Linked DNA regions of Triticum aestivum: region 2 is linked to region 1. Evidence: chromatin contacts called from public HiCAR-type data. All regions are on one chromosome and are shown on one strand. The core of a region is the stretch at or near the end of the contact, and the rest is flanking DNA. Distances in the headings are between cores, read along the strand shown. Region 1 has its middle 140 kb from the start of LOC123053200. Region 2 has its middle 140 kb from the start of LOC123053203.

Region 1 (4,582 bases), core at 556-3,055:
TCGCTGCCACTCGTCGTTTGCTGCACCGTTTTTAAAACTGCTCTTAAACCGTGAGGAATCTCGAAAAAATTTCTACATGACGGAGTTGCGCCTAATCCATAGCTTTGCAACGGTATATTACACGCCTCGTTCCGACGAACGATTTATAAACTGGAGCGAAAATAGTACCGAAAAAACTGCGTGCAGTTTTTTGCGACGGGAAGTTCACTCGCCACAATAGTGCAGTGCTCTTGCTTCAAACAATGACGCACACTTGTGTTGAGCGTGCAGTGCGGAAGTGTTAGCAGAATGACTATTCTGCTAATATTAGCAGAATAGACCGGATGTATATATATAGGTTCAAGCAATAAACATCGATTCCATCAAATCCGCCTCTATCCAATGTAACAATCGCGTTTATGAATGATGGGGCCTGCTGTTAGGCTAACATGGCACCGCTTAACGCCTCATATTCTAACGGCGACGTTTCGTAATGTTATCGTCATGTGTGGTCCTGTGAGGTCCACCTGTCATTAGAAGAAAAAAGTAAACAAATCTGGTCGTCTTATCTTCACCACCCAGGTCGACGCACAGGTGAGGGCGCGAACGCACACGCCCGTCCCGCCCCCAGCTGAGGTAGAGGCCTCCGCCATCATTGTCGCGTTGAGGACCCGGGCAGCGGCCTCGGGCAAGGCCTTGCTGAGGATGACTCCCACGCGGCCATCGCCATCCTCGTGTTGCTGAGGTCAATTGATCGGACGAGACCATGAGGGCAGCAGTGGACGCCGGGCATGCCCACAGCGCGTCCCGCGCGAGGCCCGCCTCCCGTCCCGCCTCCGGCCGTGGTAGAGGCCGCCGTTTCCACACGGAGCCCGTCCTGCCCCTGGCCGAGGCAGAGGTCGTCGTCGCCGTTACCGCGCGGACCGGAAGGGCGGAACCGGAAGCGGAAGGTTGCAGCGGCTCGGTTCTTGCCGGATCTAGGCGAGCGCGGGCTAATGGCGGCGATGATCGCGGAGTTCCGGTGCTATGGCGTTGGCCGGCAGCGCCGCTCCTCCATGGAGCTCCATGGCGCGGGTGCGACGAGAGAGAGAGAGTGAGAGAGAGAGAGAAAGAAATTAGGGAGGAGAGGAGAACGAGAGAAAAGAAAGGTAGTATTACACTAACAAGCATGCTCCACATCCAGCAAAACAAGTCAACGTAATGGTGTGAGAAATTGGTGCCATGTCAGCTTGACTAGCAGGCCCCATCTGTCACAAACGCGATCAATAGAGCCAAATTCTCTGATGAGTGATATTTGCAAAACAATTACACAAGACTTGTGTTTTCTACAAAGAAATGCAGCGCAATGTTTTCTGCTAACCTAGCTTTTGAAGCGGTGGTTTTCTGCAATTTACTCTGTCGTCTAGTGGTGCTTTGACTCGATGATACAAAATCTTCTCGCATGCTAATCTTCCTACAGTGACTAGTATACTACCATCTCTATCTCTGGGATCTTCGAAAAAAAAAATCTCTATCTCTGGGACGACATGTGCACACATCGATCCGCAGGGAGATGATCACATGATCCAAGACCTATCAGGCCAGGCCATCTTGTTCGGCAAGCTCTAGAAAAGGGCAATGGATGGCACGAGGTGATGAGCGCCGTGGACCAGCGTGTCCAGTCCAGCCATTATTCCGTCCGTATAGATATAGATGGATCGTGGCGTCACGGACGCTCCTACTTGCACAATTATGCATGCACCGCACAAAGCATGTGGTCGAGGCATGTGACCGTCGCTTGTCGACAGGATCTGTACGCCTTCATTCGTTCATTCACTAGTAGGTGTTGCGCTCGCCTCACTCGCCGCGAAAACTACAGCAGGCGCAGTGCGATACATGCACGGCACCGCGCTCGCTCCTTGTCCTCGACGCGAAACGACAACAAAGTACACGTATTCCTTCCCCTCCCGTCACATCTTTGGTTTGGCTGTTCCATTTCCAGTAGGATATGCACCAGGCAGGCGTGCAACTTGCGACCACGACGGTGTAGCCAAGCGAGGAGGAGGAGGTGCTGCTCACTCGACAATATCATGTGACTCTATTCGTTTTCGATATTGTAGTATGTGCGTGGGATCCACCGTCTCTGATCATTCTTCTCTCCTATCGAGTGGCGGATGCGTGTGCAGGTGCGCGTGTGTGGCGCTTCTCGGTAATCAGTGCCAGGTGGGACCACCACCGCCTGCCTTTTTCTGTTAAGTTATTACGTAGTACTATACTAGTACTCCCTCCATTTTTATTTAGTTTGCGCCTAAGAGCAATCACGGATACCAAGGAGAGCTGAGGAAGCAAAAATCTGGACTGTTTTACCCATGAGCTGGCGTGTGATCTGCCTTGATCTCCATGACCGATTTTGTTGCGCAGCTGTAACTGCATTTCCGTTGATTGGCTGCCTTCCTCACTCCTCGTTCCCCACGCCCCGCATGCATGCTGCCAAGGGTGCTCGACCACTGCATGCATGCCCTCTTTCTTCCAAGTAATTAATGCATACGAATTGCACAGCTAAAAATGAAGGGCAGTTTTGGAAGAACGAGGGGTAAAAAGCTAGCGCGCAGACTAAAAGGAGAAAAATGAGAAAAACTTAGACGCAGACTAAAAGAAAACGGAGGGAGTAATAATGTACGTGCAATGCACGTTTATCAAATATAATAGGTTGAGTCAGCAGGCTATAAGATGTCCAGGTCAGCAAAAATACTAGTCAAAGGAGAGAGAAGAAAGGCAGCAAGCGCCGGGCTCTAGCACTATACACGAGGGAAAAGGATGCATGCAGCCCATGTAAAGCACTCAAAGCTGGGCGCTGCTTTCTCACTTCCAATCAAATGCATCTGCCTTCTTACCCATGCATGCAAACATTAATTGCTACAGCCAACTTACAGCCAGGCTTATTATATGAGAAACTTTTTTACAAAGGCTATATATAACATGGCATGAGTATAGAGCCAGCAACCGGCTCTTCTATTAACCATGCTCTTTGGTAGGATATTAGTTGCACGTTATATTAAGTAGTAAGATATATCTGTTGCACGTTGGTATTTGGTAAGATAACAATTACTTTTTCTCAGGAATGGTAGGATATTAATTACATGACAGATTTCAAAGGATAGCGTTGAGTCAAAATATGTTTATAACCAATGGCAGTGGTGGGTAATTAGAGCGTTAAACATGTTTGGTGTTCAACATTGAAGCGATTTGAACCATTAGATAACATGGTTTGCCGGTCAAAATGGTTTGAATCTACCCGTTTGAGTCTTTTTATATTGGTATAGATATAGATGGGATGATGGTTGGGTGCACATAGGACACGGCTCAACTTAAATAAGTAAGAAAGAGGAAATGCCACGGGTTGCTATCTCAAAATAAAATGAAAAATATGGCACCCCTGCCTGGAGGCCTTATTTAACTTGAGGAATTCCAAGATAATTTCGTAGGATTCTCCTTTTTTTGTGAAAATTTAGAATTCCCGGATGAAATATTCATTTAACTTTTTTTTGCATGGTAATACGTGTCTCATTTATAAAATAAAGATCCGGTTACAAGGTACGTAAGCACCAACATTACAAGACTGGAAAGATAGGATAATCCTATGCAAAATACCAGCGCATGTTCCTCTCCTTCGACACCACCGAAGCGGCCACCAAAGGGAAGGAAAACAGATCACCTCTTCACCCGAGCTCGACGCGACTCCATCGCTGATCTGCAGCTTTACGGACCTCGAAAGTAGTTTGCCAGAAGCAAAACCATTGCCGTTGAAAGAATCAGACCGGGGCAACATGTCCCCGGACACGCCATCGAACTCTAGATCTGATACCCCTGCACGACAACGACGTCGAAGGAGGAAACCAGAACTGTCAGCCAACAACCACAAACCCAGCACGGGATGCACCATCTTCCAGCTGTCACTTGCGCAGACAACCGTCTGCGCGTACTCCTGGACGATAAAACCTCCCTGCTCCACCATGACGTCGGAGACAACGCCACATCAACGGGGACAGAGCAGAAGGAGAGACACACCTGATGGAGTCGCCGCCGCCGCCTCGCCGACACCATCCATGAACCCTAACATAGTCGATCTGAAGGATCGGCAAACACACGATGCCATCAACTCCGAGACGCCGCCATGAAGGACACCGCCGGTGTGGGAGTGAAGCTGAGGCAGATTTATTCATCCGGGCGCCGCTCCTATCACCCCAACGACGCACCACGACCTACAAATCCAAAACCTAACTACAGAGCGGAGGAACGGGGTCCCCCCTCCCTCCTGCCACCAGAGCAGCCGGAGGGAGAGGGGGCCAACGCCCTGGCCGGCTGAGATCGGAGGAAGAAAATCGCCTCCCTAGTCGCCAGGCGTTGCGGCGGCTAGGGTAGGGAAGGCACCTCGGCTCCTGCGTGTCCTCGTCTTAACGCATATATATCCATTTAACTTGAGTAGCTTCTAGTATGTACTCCTTTCGTCCGGTGAAAAGTGTACATACATATATATATATATATATATATATATATATATAATATTAAAATGTGCAAGCCACCATCTCTCTCCTCTTTAATTACTCGATCCACAATGAGCTAA
Region 2 (4,787 bases), core at 1,406-3,905, 450 kb before region 1:
AAACCAATCCAAAAAGTAGTTTAGTTGTTAAACAATTAAATGAGGAAAACCTAGCTATAAAAGCTAAGCAACTATGCATTGGGAGTTTGGTTTTTAATGCGCTTAGCAGCCCATGAAAGCACTAATGCATTAGAAGAGGCATGACAGACAATGCCTCGAGCGAAGACATCGATTGAGCGTGTAAATATAAAAATGGAAAAGAAATGTCAAAAACGACGGGTGCCTGATTTGGTCGGGTTACCCGATGGGGCATGGGTTTGATTCCAGACCCATTGGTAGGGTTATGGGAGCTCACCGAAGGACTATCAAACCCTAGGCCACCGCTTTAGGGGACTCACGTGCGTTGTCTCCTTCTGTCTCATAGGAGCATAGTTAGGCATTTCCTATTTGGCGCTTCAGGCGCCCGTTAGTATACACTTTGCAAACATGCGCACACATCACCTCTGCTCTGGACATGCCCCCGTTAGTATACACTTTGCAAACGGGCGCACACATCACCTCCGTTCTGGACATGCCCATCTCCCCTTTTACTGTTTGTTTGAAACACAAAAAGTGCGCGCCCGCTGTGAATCGAACGAGCGACCTCTATTATCGTGGTACGTAGCAGTAACCACCACACCCCCTTGCCCGATCTGATATCTAACCTCTTCTTCCATCTTTTCTCTTTCCTTTTTCCTTTTTTCCTTTTTCGTTTTATGTTTTCTGTTTTTTCCTTTTTCTTTTTTCTTCTTCCTAGTTTGTTGTTTTTTCACCAGGTTCGTGAATTTTTCTTCAAATCAATTAACAGTTTCTCAAAATTTATGATTTTTAATTCAATTTGATGAACTTTTTTCAAAGTCGATGAACTTTTTCTCAAATTGATGAAGTTTTTTCAAATTTGTGGGCATTTTTCGAAAATCCATGAAACTTTTCAATTTTGATGAACTTTTTTCAAAATCAATGAACTTTTTGCAAAATCGATGAAAGTTTTTTCAAAATCGATGAACTTTTTCCCAAATTCATGAACCTTTTTTTCAAAATCCATGAATATTTTTGAATTCATGATTTTTTTTTGCGATTGTTGTCATTTTATTTTCAAATGCAATCGAGTGAACCATGGAGAAATAAAATGCGAAATCTACATGGGCCTGCCCACCAGCGTTTGCACCTGAAGCGCCGAGTAGGAGCTCCCACATATATGGCAGCTACAGCGACAACCCTGCAGCCCATCTGGTAGGGCATCCATAGCCCATCTGGTAGGATTATCCGGACAAACGCAGCGAGTCCAGAGAGGGAGCTCCTAACCGGCGCTTTCAGCGCCGGTTTCTCGTACTGGCGCCCAAAGGAGTTGCGAGTGGGCTGGCCCAGCGAAATACAATCGTTACAGGGGTAGCGCGAAAAAAGCGGAAAAAAAACAACCCCAAATGGTTCTCAGCGAGGATCCAACCCGCGCCATGAGAGCAGCGAACGAGTCTGGCTAACCACGTGACCTACTATGCACTACTGACCAAATCCAGGGCGAAATTTATAAGTACATTTGCAGTCGCGTAATTTATTGCACACGTAAATGTTTACTGTAGCACTTTGATTTTTCTTTACTTTTTGAAAACATTTTGAAAAAAGTCCATGAATTACAGAAAAGTTCATTTGTTTTGAACAAAAATAATCGATTTTGAAAAAAAGTTCATGATTTTGAGATAAATGTCTATCGATTTTGAAAAATAGTTCTCAAATCTTGAGAAAAAAGTTCACATATTTGAAAAAAGTTCATCAAAATTCAAAAAAAGGTTCATGGATTTTGAAAAAAGTTCACCGGTTTTGAATTTTTTAATGAAAATTCAAAAAAGGTTCATCAATTTTAAAAAAAAGTTCGTCAAAATTCAAAAAAGGTTCATCAATTTTAAAAAATTCATTAAAATTCAAAATAAAAACATGTAAATAGGCCGGCCCACTGCGCCGCGGGGATGTGCGCCCGTTTGCGCCCATGCATGTAACGGGCGCAACGGGCGCCGTTTAGGGAATGCCGTCCAGAGAGGCCATGGTGCTAGCAGCTTCAAATCCTTGCCTCAGCAATACTGCACCGTGCCAATGAATTGTACTGTTATTTATTATTAGCATTAGCAGTGGATGCCCAGCCAGCAGTGAAGATCCGTCAGCCCATGTCCTGTTTTGTTTGCTTTCTTCCGTGCTGCAACCAGCCCGGGGTGCACTGGCAGATCCATGCATGGCAGCGCAGCACGTAGTCCTGCGCCTGCCTCGCCTGTCGTTTGGTGGAAGCAGTGAAGATGGAGGTAGTACTGTACTCGACTTCTTTCACCTTTCTGTTGGGTGCAGCATGGCAGGCAGGGTACAGTTGGACGTGCAGGTGGCCAGATCAGATCATATCATATCGCTGCTGCCGCACTGCTCTGCTCTGCTCCGCTCAGTTTGATGAAAGGAGCAGTAATAAATTGGAGGTAACAGGGACGGCGGTAGCTGCGGGATTCTCTTCGGACGGTCTTCAAAAGAAATTGCTCCTCCATGACAAACTAGGCTGGAACCAAAACTTGGAGTAGGAGCACTCAAAACATATCTCCGTGCCGCTGTCACGGCTTGTTTGTTGTGTACCTGTGGGGTGGGCAAGCGTGTGACCACACATGCATGCATGCGACAGCAGCGGCACGTATACAGTGGGTGGGAGCCGCACCACCACCACGGCCACGCCATAATGACCGGGACGCCAGGAAAAGCCAACGGCGAATACGCCGTGCCGTGCCGTGCGCGGTGGGGCTTTCGAGACGCGGCATGGCCACATGCACGCCGCGCGGCGGCCTTCTCTTCTCTCGCTCTCGGTTGGCATGCCATTTAGCTGTTCCACTTCCACCACCACTTCCTTTGCCTCTACTGGTCAAGATAAGCCGGCCGGGGGATGCTATGCTAGTGTGGCGTCCATGTCACCAAGAAAACAAAGCAAATGCTATCGTCTCTAATTATGTGCCGAATACTTTGTCACGTCTCGAAAGCTCATCCCATCAGCGTCGTCTACTTTGTTGACAAACAATGGATGGATTCCAGCTGCCGCTGCCACTGCCAGTGCCGTGTCGCTCGAGTTATAGGGTTGCTTTCTCACTTCCGTCCAACCGTCCTCGCTCGAACAAGATTAACCGCAGGACCGACCGTGCGTGATGTGGGCGGCTCTCTCCACAAGAAAAGCATAAAATTAAAGCTTCAACGTCTATCTCGTCAGCGTCTTTGTCGCACACTCGCACAAGATGGGCCATACTACAGTACAGTATTTGTTTGGACGCCACGTTTTGTGTTGATTTATCGCCACATCACACCACTCGTTGGACCAGACCAACGATTTGTCCAACCACTTAAATAAACCAGCACATTAATGAGCTAGCTATTGCACGGTCAAGTCGTATATCACCAATCCAATAGCTCAAAGACGCTACAAAGTGTCCATCCGTATGATGGATACTGGGCATCTATCTAGTACAGTATCTCCTAGCTAGACGTTTCCATCCCGTCAACTTCAACAAATTCAGCTGAAAAGAACGGACGCACTAATCGCATTCAGGAAAGCATGGCAGGTTGGCATCAAACGACACCGCCACGATTATAGCTTGACGTGCACTGCGCCTGGCTGCAGCGAGCAACTTAAATGGACTCGCCTACAAAAAATGACGGGACACGCACATGGACCACCTGTAATTTGGACGCGTCCCCATTTCCCTGTCCACTTGCTAGTTGCTACGTACTGCTGCTATATGGATTGACGTTCCTTCCTTCCAGGTTCGATTAGGCAGCCATGTGTTAAGTTTGGTTTAGTTTAGAGGTTTAGGTCGCTGGTAGTTGCCGCGCGTGTGTGAAATCTCAAATGTGGACAGCAGAAAGAGATGGATTGGTACCCGCCGGGAAATCTCTCGTCACATCGCTGCCAAGTGCCAGTCGCTACCGCTAGAACAACTATTTTTTCTTTCTAGTGCTTTCGTTATCGTCATTACTGCCTCTGTCTGGGTTTACTAGTCTCAATCCTAATTTACGTCAGATTTTGGCTATGATTTTAATTAATAAAATATAAATTATATGTAACAAAAATAATGTCATTGGACTACATTCAAATACGAATCCAACAATATAATTTTTTTATTACATGCATTAACATTTTGTTAGTCCAATGTGTGATCAAACTTTGATTCAAAATAAGATGTGACTAATAAACCCTCTTTTTACGAGAAAACTTTCCATCTATTCATCTCCAATCATGACAATACAATGATCTACACTACTTGTCATCGGCGACGGTTGCTGTTTTGGCGCACTCGTCCTACGACGTCTTGGCACAACGACTTCCCGACTATCCACTACAACAAGTTTTGTCTGGTTCCGACGAGGGAGGGGTGATGACGGCGGCGCGCCTTCAGCTCACTTCAGTTCTTGTAGTCGTCGCTAGGTGGTCGACCTTTTGCTTCATAGGTCCCTTGATGCTTGCATTGGCTTCATTGCTTCATACGTCCCTTGCTGCTCGCCTTGGTACACAAGCTCTCATCTCTGAATTTTAATTATTTACACCTTTATAGTGAAGGATGGTCTCATACAATTTGCAGTATCATTGATCAACGATTTATTGTTCCTCGCAATCTCTACTTGGTAGTTAAATAGCAATGTCAAAATACATAGAAGGTTGAACATAATGGTATGTACACATATATTTTCAAGTACTATGTGACAAAAGGATTTGATTGTGCCAGATCTTCAATGTTGTCCAATGCTGGACCATATGATTCATCAAGTGAAACGAGATATACTCATCTAGAATGTCC

The links. HiCAR-type assays count read pairs that join an accessible place to other places.
Region 2: a HiCAR-type map of leaf shows a contact between it and region 1, with 5 times the contacts expected there. The contact joins two enhancer-like sites. A contact is called at or near these places in 1 of 5 Hi-C or Micro-C datasets (leaf) and 1 of 1 datasets of contacts at active chromatin or transcription factors (leaf).

Annotation. Positions count from the first base shown.
Region 1 is chr2D:371,207,329-371,211,910 of IWGSC CS RefSeq v2.1, reverse strand. No RefSeq gene overlaps it. Among protein-coding and RNA genes, the nearest start is that of LOC123053200, 140 kb to the left of the region's middle. Within about 2 kb of position 1,805, at least 6 of the 8 cell types and tissues checked have an H3K27ac peak or open chromatin away from gene starts, as enhancers often do. A contact at or near this core is called in leaf, where this site is marked.
Region 2 is chr2D:371,654,634-371,659,420 of IWGSC CS RefSeq v2.1, reverse strand. No RefSeq gene overlaps it. Among protein-coding and RNA genes, the nearest start is that of LOC123053203, 140 kb to the left of the region's middle. Within about 2 kb of position 2,655, at least 7 of the 8 cell types and tissues checked have an H3K27ac peak or open chromatin away from gene starts, as enhancers often do. A contact at or near this core is called in leaf, where this site is marked.